Linked DNA regions of Mus musculus: region 1 is linked to region 2. A link is a contact called in public Hi-C data. All regions are on one chromosome and are shown on one strand. The core of a region is the stretch at or near the end of the contact, and the rest is flanking DNA. Distances in the headings are between cores, read along the strand shown.

Evidence for each region. Hi-C and Micro-C count contacts between places; a contact is called where the count stands out from the background.
Region 1: a Hi-C map of liver shows a contact between it and region 2, with 2.9 times the contacts expected there. The contact joins the promoter of Taar1 here to the enhancer-like site in region 2. A contact is called at or near these places in 7 of 39 promoter capture datasets (the 3T3-L1 cell line, embryonic stem cells, liver and 2 more), 2 of 484 Hi-C or Micro-C datasets (both in liver), 1 of 115 datasets of contacts at active chromatin or transcription factors (embryonic stem cells) and 4 of 9 other capture datasets (adipose tissue, embryonic stem cells, liver and 1 more).

The regions. Positions count from the first base shown.
Region 1 is chr10:23,917,174-23,922,381 of GRCm38.p6, forward strand. Taar1 (trace amine-associated receptor 1) reads left to right here and starts at 3,233. Exons shown (of 1, transcript NM_053205.1): 1 at 3,233-4,231. The coding sequence starts at 3,233. The coding sequence ends at 4,231.
Region 2 is chr10:23,835,493-23,840,874 of GRCm38.p6, forward strand. No RefSeq gene overlaps it. Among named protein-coding and RNA genes, the nearest start is that of Vnn3, 13 kb to the right of the region's middle. Within about 2 kb of position 4,104, at least 22 of the 459 cell types and tissues checked have an H3K27ac peak or open chromatin away from gene starts, as enhancers often do. A contact at or near this core is called in liver, where this site is marked.

The DNA.
Region 1 (5,208 bases), core at 1,983-4,482, 81 kb after region 2:
ATTCCTGAGACATTTAAGGCTATGTGACTCTGGGAAAACACATTAATTAAGGACTGCAACTGTTTGGAGAAATGTCAAGTAACATCGACCCTACTGGAAAGTCCAGTTCTGGGTTGTATGAGCTGCTGATGTGAGTCCCTACTAGCCGTCTGTTCTAGTTAGGGTTTCTACTGCTCTGATGAAGCACCATGACCAAAGAACTTGGGGAGGAAAGGGTTTAATTGACTTACATTTCCACAGCAGTGCTAATCATCATCAAAGGGGATGTTAGGTCGTAACTCACACTGGGCAGGGACCTGGAGGCAAGAGCTGATGAAGATCCCATGGAAGAGTGCTACTTGCCTAGTCCTAGATTCTCATGGGTACTGATTGTTCAATAACTATCTCCGCCTTTACACATTTGACGTTAAGTTTGAGAACAATACGATTTGTTGGTCCACAGAATTTTATAACTCATCTAAGACCAATAAATAATCATAAAACAATAGCCTTTGCATTAAGGCAAAGTTTAGTTGCAATTTTAGGTCCACATTATTTTAAAAGAAGTCTACTCACCTCTAAAAATTAGACTATCATCGCTCTCATCTGCTGGAAGTGAGGAATAGCCACGGAAGACTCCAGTGTAAGCCAAGTGCATTCTGGGATCTGAACTCCAGGCTGTGCTTTAACCACTGAGCTATCTCCCAGGTGCAGTTTATGATGAATTTCCCTACTTGATTACAGAGAACAGCACTCTCCTCTGCTCCATACCACCTGTTAACTATGTCTTATATATAGTTCCTTCATGATCTTCACCTTCTATGAAGAATGGTGAACAGGGAACCAATCCACTCTTTTCTTAGCTTAGATGCACACATCAAGAGTCAGGAATAAAGCAAAAGCGAGTTCAGTTTGATAAATGCACAACTTTGGAGAAAGCTTTCCTTTCAGCCTCCGAAGTCTTAAAGATGAGCAGAGTTGTCGTCCCCCAAATGATCATACCTGGATTTTGGAAGTTTTATTTGTATTCTGACTAGTGAAAAATTCCACAAATCTATCATAGCTTCCTTAGATTTCACCTCTAAGGCTGTGAAATTTCACAAAAACTCTACTTGAATGGTAATGAAAAAAGTCACCTAGTTTGCATAAACCACAGAAGTTCTTGCGTGTAGTCTTCTCTGTTGCCCTCTCTCTGAGCACAGGAAGACCGTGATAGCCCAGCCACATGAAAATAGATCTCAGAACAGAAAGAATGAGAGGCTTAATGACTCCATAAGAAGTTGATCAATGGATGCAGCATGATTTCACCATGAATATGGTCTTAATAGAAAACAGGGGCAGGTATGGGACATCACTGTACAGCTTCCCTGAACCTCTAAGCCCTGAGTGGGTCCCATGGCTGCTTGGGATTGGTTCTGAGAACATATTTTTTTGTTATTACTCTTTTTATAGTACGTCAATATTTTGGGAAAATATAATTAACATATGGGTTCTTCCATAATAATGCTGTTTCCTTGGTTGGTATCCTTGTAAGGATACTAGAAAATACCATGGAAACCAGCTGGGAAAATGTCATTAGCATCTGACAAGTGGCTTGGATCAGAATGGCTATCAGTAGAAATAAAAAGTGGTCTAGTCTTAGATATATTTTCCATGAAGAGCCAAGATAATTTTTTATTAGGTAGATATTTTTAGCATGAGAAAAAAAGAATTTCATCAAGATTTTGGATTGAGGAATGCTATTATAATATTATTATTGTTGTTGTTAGTGCGGGCATACATGCTCTGTCTCAGTCTCTCTCTCTCTTTCTGTGTGTGTGTTTGTGTATGTGTGTGTATATGTGTATGTGTGTGTATATGTGTATGTGTGTGTGTGTATGTGTGTGCATATGTGTGTGTATGTGCATGTGTATGTGTGTGTATGTGTGCATACATATGTGTGCATGTGTGTATGTATGTGGGCATGTGTATGTGTGTGCATATGTGTGTGTGCATGTGTATGTGTGTGCATATGTGTGTGCATATGTGTGTGTGTGCATGTGTATGTGTGTGTGTGTATGTGCATGTGTATATGTGTGTAGTATGTGTGTGTGTGTGTATGTGCATGTGTATATGTGTGTAGTATGTGTGTGTGTGTGTATGTGTGTGTGTGATGGAAAATACATCCAGTTAAAATAACCTTGGGAGTATTCTCTCCTTTTACTTCCTGGCTTCTGGAATCAAATTCCAATAATCAGTCTAGCATGAAAAGCATTTTTATCCTTTCATCTAGGATCCGGATCAAGTACTCTCAAACTGGAGCTCATACTTCCAAGACATTCAGGTCAGAGAAAGAGTAAGATTTGGGCAAATGATGAAGAAGAGACAGCCTGACCTAGACATTAAGAGTGATATCTTCCAGCAAGCAGGAAGCTACTCTGGTGTTTTGAGGGAAGATGAAGGCAGATGCTTGTTTTATACTTGTTGGCTTGCAGATTACACACGCTCATGAGAAGCTGTCTGAAGAGAAGGTGCAGAAGGGAACTGGGGCTTGTGGGAGGGGGAGGACAGATGAGCAGCTGGGACCGAAGGCATCAGCTTGTCAGGTGCCAGACTTGTAAGGGGTGCTGACTCAGGAGCCAGAGGAAGGATCTATCTGAAAAAAATGACGAGATCCCAGACAAAACGTAGTTGGAAGACTGACCACTGAGTTTGGTAATACAATAGTAAGTTGGCTAAGAATGACGTTGATAGAGTATTGATGGAAAAATGTCTCCCAGGAAACACTTAAAGGCTTTTTTAAATCTACCTTCTGCTCAGGTAACTCTGACATGTAGATTCTGTCTTCCTTCAGACAAAGTCTATTCCCTTGATGGAAATACAGAATTGTCATCACTTGACTCTCTTTGGCTTATGAACATGGAGATTTTATGTGCTGACTTTATTTTATGCTGAGCTTTATATTTTAGCAGAATGTCCAGCTCCAACTAGGTATTAAACATGGTTTAAACTGAAGCATTACACGGACCTTGTAAGTCAAATTTCCAAAGCAGATACTCTTCACCAAGAATGTGGAAATATGGTATAAAAGACTGAGTTAGTTGCTGACTGGTTCCTCATTTTTCTTCTCCTTTTCTCTCCTCTCAGATTTCAGGGACAGGTACGTGTCCATAAAAATAGAAGAAGGTGGAATTCTAACCTGACTATGAGTTCTGGAGAAGCATTGCTCAACAGCCAGAGGGAAAGCCCAGCCTGTGTCTAGTTCTCTGCAGTGATGCATCTTTGCCACGCTATCACAAACATTTCCCACAGAAACAGCGACTGGTCAAGAGAAGTCCAAGCTTCCCTGTACAGCTTAATGTCACTCATAATCCTGGCCACTCTGGTTGGCAACTTAATAGTAATAATTTCCATATCCCATTTCAAGCAACTTCATACACCCACCAACTGGCTCCTTCACTCCATGGCCATTGTCGACTTTCTGCTGGGCTGTCTGATAATGCCCTGCAGCATGGTGAGAACTGTTGAGCGCTGTTGGTATTTTGGGGAAATCCTCTGTAAAGTTCACACCAGCACCGATATCATGCTGAGCTCCGCCTCCATTTTCCACTTAGCTTTCATTTCCATTGACCGCTACTGTGCTGTGTGTGACCCTTTGAGATACAAAGCCAAGATCAATATCTCCACTATTCTTGTGATGATCCTCGTTAGTTGGAGCCTTCCTGCTGTTTATGCATTTGGGATGATCTTCCTGGAACTGAACTTAAAAGGAGTGGAAGAGCTGTATCGCAGTCAGGTCAGCGACCTGGGCGGCTGTTCTCCCTTCTTTAGTAAAGTATCTGGGGTACTGGCGTTCATGACTTCCTTCTATATACCTGGATCTGTTATGTTATTTGTTTACTATAGGATATATTTCATAGCTAAAGGACAAGCAAGGTCAATCAATCGTACGAATGTTCAAGTTGGATTGGAAGGGAAAAGCCAAGCACCACAAAGCAAGGAAACAAAAGCCGCGAAGACCTTAGGGATCATGGTGGGCGTTTTCCTCGTATGCTGGTGCCCGTTCTTTCTCTGCACGGTCCTGGACCCTTTCCTGGGCTATGTTATCCCACCCTCTCTGAATGACGCACTGTATTGGTTTGGGTACTTGAATTCTGCCCTCAATCCGATGGTTTATGCCTTTTTCTATCCCTGGTTCAGAAGAGCCTTGAAGATGGTTCTCCTTGGTAAAATTTTCCAAAAAGATTCATCTAGGTCTAAGCTATTTTTGTAACGCAATTCATGAAACCCATGTATTTTACAGTTTTTAAAAGCAGTTGGTGATTGGGGGCTGAAGAGATGGCTCAGTGACTAAGAGCACTGACTGTTCTTCTAGAGGTCCTGAGTTCAATTCCCAGCAACCCCATGGTGGCTCACAACCATCTGTCATGGGATCTAATGCCCTCTTCTGCTGTGTCTGAAGATAGCTACAGTGTACTCATAAACATAAACTAAATAAAAAAAAAGTTGGTGATTATATTTATGAACATAGTGAGCCAACTATAGGCACAGATTTCATGGTTTTTTAACATCAGTTATTTGAGTTAAAATATATATGTAAGTTATACTTTGGTGTTTGTATATAATCTGTTACTTGACATAGAACAGATATGATCTCGGACATTATTGTTATGTAGGTTTAACTGTGGTAAATCTAGTATTAAGACTTACATGTAAAAAACTTTTTTCTGCCCTTAGATGATCTTTTGTGAGCTGATGGTAATTGTTCATTCAGAAATTGAAATCACAAGGCTGAATTTAGAGTGCAAATCAGAAGGAATTTGTCATATATGAGTGTGTATATATGTATGTATATGAATACCTATATGTTCATATATATGTATATACACATATATGTTATTTTTGTAATGCAATCCATGGAACCAATATATTTTAATGTTTTTAAAAAGTTTGTGATTAAATTTATGAAAATGGTAAGCCAACCATAGGTTTTCATATATCTATCTCTCTATATCTCTCTCTCTCTCTATCTATCTATCTATCTATCTATCCATGAAAACAGGGGCAGAAATAGTGGTTTCCAAAAATATAACCTAAAAGGATGTAGGGAAATATAAATTATATTCATTAATTTGAAATTAAGGTATTTCTCAAATAGATCTTACAGAATTAGTTTCAAGTTAACTATCACTAGAAATTTGGATTTATTTAATGACAATGACATTTTCATGACCAAATTCATGACAAAGA
Region 2 (5,382 bases), core at 2,854-5,353:
GGAGGGAAACAAGGAGAGTCTAATGCAGGTGTAGTAACTCCGGATTGGTCCCAGCTGTGGTTGCTGGGGAGATTTTCCGACTCTATCCCAGCAACCAATACCACAAACACCAGGCAGTGAGGTGCAGCAGTGGGCACACACCTGTGTTCAAGGAACGGTCAGAACATTGGCAGACACACGGGTTTGAGGAGGGACCAGAGCATTGTGCACCTCTATTTTTCTAAATCAGTGTAGCTACTTCTGCTAACAATGAAATCTATTTTGCCAATTTCAGGGCTTCTGTGACCTTTTACATTCTGGCAGGATCTTTCATAGGTACGAAGAATTGAACCCAAGTCTGCTAGAAGAGCAGCCACGTAATCACTTCTAACTCTCTAGCCCCACAAAGTCAAAGGTTTAAACCTATAATGCAGCCTTGGACCTGTGAAGAGCTAGCAGGAGTCCTTGGTATCCATAGAACATGTCTTAGGTAGGAGCTTTTGAGGGCATCAAGGCTAGAAGGGAAATGTAGCTGCTGGATTTAGATGGTTAAGGTTAGACTTCAAGTCAGGAATCTAGACAGAAATTTCACTAAGTCTTTCGGAGGAAGCCAGGTTGGCAGAAAAATCAATGAACTGAAAATCTCCAAGGTCACTTCAAGGAAGTGAGGGAACACTGTCTCGCAGGGCAAGCTCAGCAAGCTGTGTCCTCTTAGGCCCTAGCCATCAATCAGTGTTGTGTTGACGCCGTGCACTAGCAGAAATCTCTGAGGCATTTCCTTGGAGTAGGGCTAAGTATTAACTTCATGAAACCACTTGATCCAAGGGAAAAGGACTAAAACATGGAGTTTCCCAGATCAAATTAAAGGTTCATAGCCAAAGGCCATTTCTTTTTTTTTTTTTTTCTTTTTGGAACTGAGATGGAAACTTTATTTTCCTAATATTCCCACATCAAGAACTCAGATTGTGCTGAGAAATACAAAAACATCCAGTGCCTCTGTGTGGTAGTCAGTCATCCTGTCCTGGCAGAGCCTTAATAATGGAGTTATTCTACATTCCAGCTGAGCAGGCTCATCCTCATCACATCAGCTCTTGAGGGAAAATAAAACGGCCAAAGGCCATTTCACTATCTTATCACAGTAGCATTGAAAAAACTGGGTGGAGATTGCTGGGGAGGGAACTGAGAAGAGTAGAAAATAGTCCACAAAGCGACCCACTGGTTTTTTAACATCTAATCTTACGTAGGGAACAGTTAGAGAACAGTTAGCTGAGTAAGACTTAAGTCTTAACTCAAAGTCCACATAGATCTGGACAGGGACCCAGTTGGATCAGTCTCCCAGCGCTGGCTGCTTGTCCTTGCCTGGGAGTCGGGAGAGAAGAAAAAGCACTTCTACATGGTTGGCTTTGAGATCTTGCCTTGCCTACACCAGTTCATTTTCAGAAAGAGAAGATGATAGAGATAGAGAGACACAGAAAGAGAGACAGAGACAGAGTTACAGAGAGACAGACAGACACACACACAAAGAGATGAAGAGAGACAGAGAGATACAAACACACCCAACATGAACCCCCCTCCCCCCACAGAGACTGGGAGAGGTAGTGGGAGAGGGAGAGGGGGAGGGGGAGGGGGAGGGAGAGCATCATCAAGGTTTTAGGAAACTAACACAATCGATAAAATGACCTTCTTTTGAAAATAGATCAGTTACCTAGAGAACAAAAAATTGTCATCTTAATAGGGCTCTCCCCTGGATAAACTATGAACCCAGATCATGGAAACAGAAGGGTTTGGGCATTTATGGAAAGGGACAAGGCAGCCTGAGGCGATGTGCTTCTCTTAGGCCTGGTGCATAGGGTCAGGTTTCACTTTCCCTGAGAACCAAACTGTAACTAATTCTTTATAGTTGTACTTACCTATTTACTTGTTCACTTATTAATTTAGTTCTTTCTCCAGCGGCCTACAGACCCCAGCCCTTTTGGTAGCATATAGTTTCTGAAGTGGCAGATTATAATATTTTATGTGATATATTTTATTTCAGTTCTGCTTACAATGACTTAAGAATGTCCCCAGTTCCAGCGAATGACAAACACTGCCCCTGCAAGCATTTACTAGTCACCTTAGAAGTTTATGGGGACAGAAAAACCAGAACGTTGCTGTGTACTGTGTGTCGTCTCTCTTGCTCACTGGTTGTAGGATGAGAGGACAGAGTGTCACTAATGTGGCCACAGATGTTGAACAATCTTACTCAACAAATCGTTAGCAGGTGGCATCTAGAAACTAGTTATGTAACTTTTGAAAGGTCTCTCGGCCTCTGAATTAAGGCCTTTCCTTACAGATTTGGCTAAGATCAAGGCTAAGATCCCATTTGTGCCTTTCTCTCTGCCCCCTCAAGCCCCATCTCCTTCCCAAGACAGGATCTCACTGCACTCGCTTAAGCTAGGCTCAAACTGGCAAACTCCCTACTCTGAGTATCTGAACGCTGGGGTTACAGGTAATTGCTACCATATTGACCTTATGCTCATCTTAGCAGTGAAAGTGGTTAAAATGTGCCAGAAAGAATTACAGCTATCCTAAGTTCATATAAAAAACAATCTAACTTAGGGCATCTGTAGCACTGAATTGTTCCATCCAAAGACTAAGGCTTAATTTTAGGCACAGATCCTATAAAACAGTGAGTCTATATAGCTGTGGTTAGTAGAGTTTCAACACTACTGAAGCTGGAAAGAACCCAGATGCCCCTCAACAGAGGAATGGATACAGGAAATGTGGTACATTTACATAATGGAGTACTACTCAGCTATTAAAAAGAATGAATTTATGAAATTCCTAGCCAAATGGATGGACCTGGAGGGCATCATCCTGAGTGAGGTAACACATTCACAAAGGAACTCACACAATATGTACTCACTGATAAGTGGATATTAGCCCAAAACCTAGGATACCCAAGATATAAGATGACTTTTTTCAAGTCACATAATTCTATGGTTTTTCTCTTTATACGCCCTGGGATAATATGGCTAAATGCTACATCTTGAATATCTCAGGTCTTGGAACACAGTTCTGGCACCAGGTACAGATGCCAGCACCTGAATAAAAGTCTCTTCTTTGTTAAATATCCTCGTGGCCAGACTGGTGAATCTCTGAATGACCTAGACCCATAGCACCCAGTCAGAATTGGAATGGGGAAGTTATAAGAGGGCTGGAGAGATCTCACATGTGTCTGAGTTAAGTCCAGGCCCAGGGGAATTTTCTCTGACTCTGCAGTCATCTGTGCTTGCACCCCTCATAAATGAGAGCAAGTTCTGCTAACAGCATTTATCTTTTTTTTTTTTTAAGATTTATTTTATTTATTATATGGAAGTACATTATAGCTGTCTTCAGACACTCCAGAAGAGGGCATCAGATCTCGTTACAGATGGTTGTGAGCCACCATGTGGTTGCTGGGAATTGAACTCTGGACCTTCGGAAGAGCAGTCAGTGCTCTTACCCACTGAGCCATCTCACCAGCCCCAGCATTTATCTTTAACACACTTTAAGACTTCAGCAGTCCAAATGAAAAGCCCCGTACAGCACCCTTGCCTTGCACTGTTCTATGCTGTAGTCTGTACTCTGAGCTGAAGCCAAGCCTAGCCTCTGACATGCAGCACCAGTGAACTTTGCTTCTAACTTAGTTTACGTAACCTTTCCTACCTTTTTGGCTTCCAAAAACTTCTGGACTTAACTTCCTTGACCATGCCAGTAGTATACCAATAACATACACATTTGGGAGGCAAGTGAATCATGAGTTCAAGGCCAGCCTGGGCTATAGTGTGGACCCTGTAAGAATAATACAAATGTGCTGGTGTAATAGGGGCAAGGCTCTTTCTTATGGGGTCTATCAATGCTTTCTCACGGAATTGAGGCCTATGGCACAGGGGGAGAATTCCTGTCTGGTACTGTAAATCATATCAAAAGCCCATTACTAGAGTTGTAATAGGCACTAATGAGAACCCTACAGCTGTTGCTTTGCCAAGTGAAAATGAAGAGCTGATCAAATTGCCTCTAAATAACTCTTTATCCCCACCCAGTGGTGCCACTTGTAACCTCCCCTCCCCAGCCTGAAACTTGTTTGCTCAGGTTTCAGTGTTAGAGAGCATCGGGCGGAGCTTGCGGCCTTATCGTCCTACTACTCCCACTGCCGCTGCCTGCCACCTAGCTGTATCACCTGTTCACCTGTAACCTTACTCCAAGATGATTTGGCGGGAATCGGGCCCCTTCCCCTCCTTCATAACTCGGTGCACGAACTAGTAAAATTGAGCTTTGATCAGAATTTTGTCTTAGCTTCATCTTTCTCTTGTCTGCCTAGCTCCCTCTTCTCTTCCAGATTCCAAGATGCCTTTCCAGAACAGAACCCAGACATGTGAGCCGCTGGCCGGACACAACAGCCACTGTCAGCTTTGGCTAGAGAAGCACCTTTCTACAGTGGGCATCAGTAATAGCGGGGACTCGTAAGTGATCAAAATGCTGAGAGTAAGTGGTTGGTGAAGTTTCCATCGAAGTGGGGGGCATCTCCATTACACTGTCCACAGCTCAGAGAAGGTGAAGAGGATACAAAAGACTGTGCACTCTTTCATTTGTTTGTTTGTTTTGAGACAACATCTTTCTAGGTAGCCCTGGCTTGTTCTGAAACTCACTCTGTAGATCAAGCTGGCCTCAGCCTCACAGGCAGATCAAGCTGCCTCTGCCTCTCTTGTGCTGGGATTAAATGTGTAAACAGTGGATGAGATTACCAGGCAGGAGATCGGACCCCTCCAGCCTGTCGTGGGAGAAATGAGACTCATGGGATCCCTTCATCTCCAGGATCCATAAGCCGTTAATGGCGGGTGGAGGAGGAAAAGACATTTATTTTCTCAATGGTGTAGCTACTGGTAATGTGCACAAGTTCCTGTAAAACAAAACAAAACAAAACAAAACAACAAAAAACAATGAAATTCACTGGGTCATATAAAAAAAAGAGGCTGGTGAGACGCTCAATGGGCTAAAGAGCCTGTACCAGACTTGACACCCCGAGTTTGATCCCCTGGACCCATATGGTGGAAGGACAGAACAGATTCCACAAAGATGTCCACTGACTTTCACATAAGCACTGTGCCACGTACCTGCACACATAGAAAAGTCACCCAGAAGTGATTAAAGCCAAAGACGTGACAGTAAATATGAGAGGAAAGTGGGTAGATGAGAAAATGAAGGGGAAGTGAAAGTGGGAGGGAGAGTAGGAGTTGGAGGAGCGATCAGATGATCACACACATGCAAGTGTGTGTGACCTGTCACAACAAAGCTCACTATGTGTAAACTATCACACACATGCAAGTGTGTGTGACATGTCACAGTGAAGCTCACTTTACAAAAGTAAAAGCAAAAGGAATA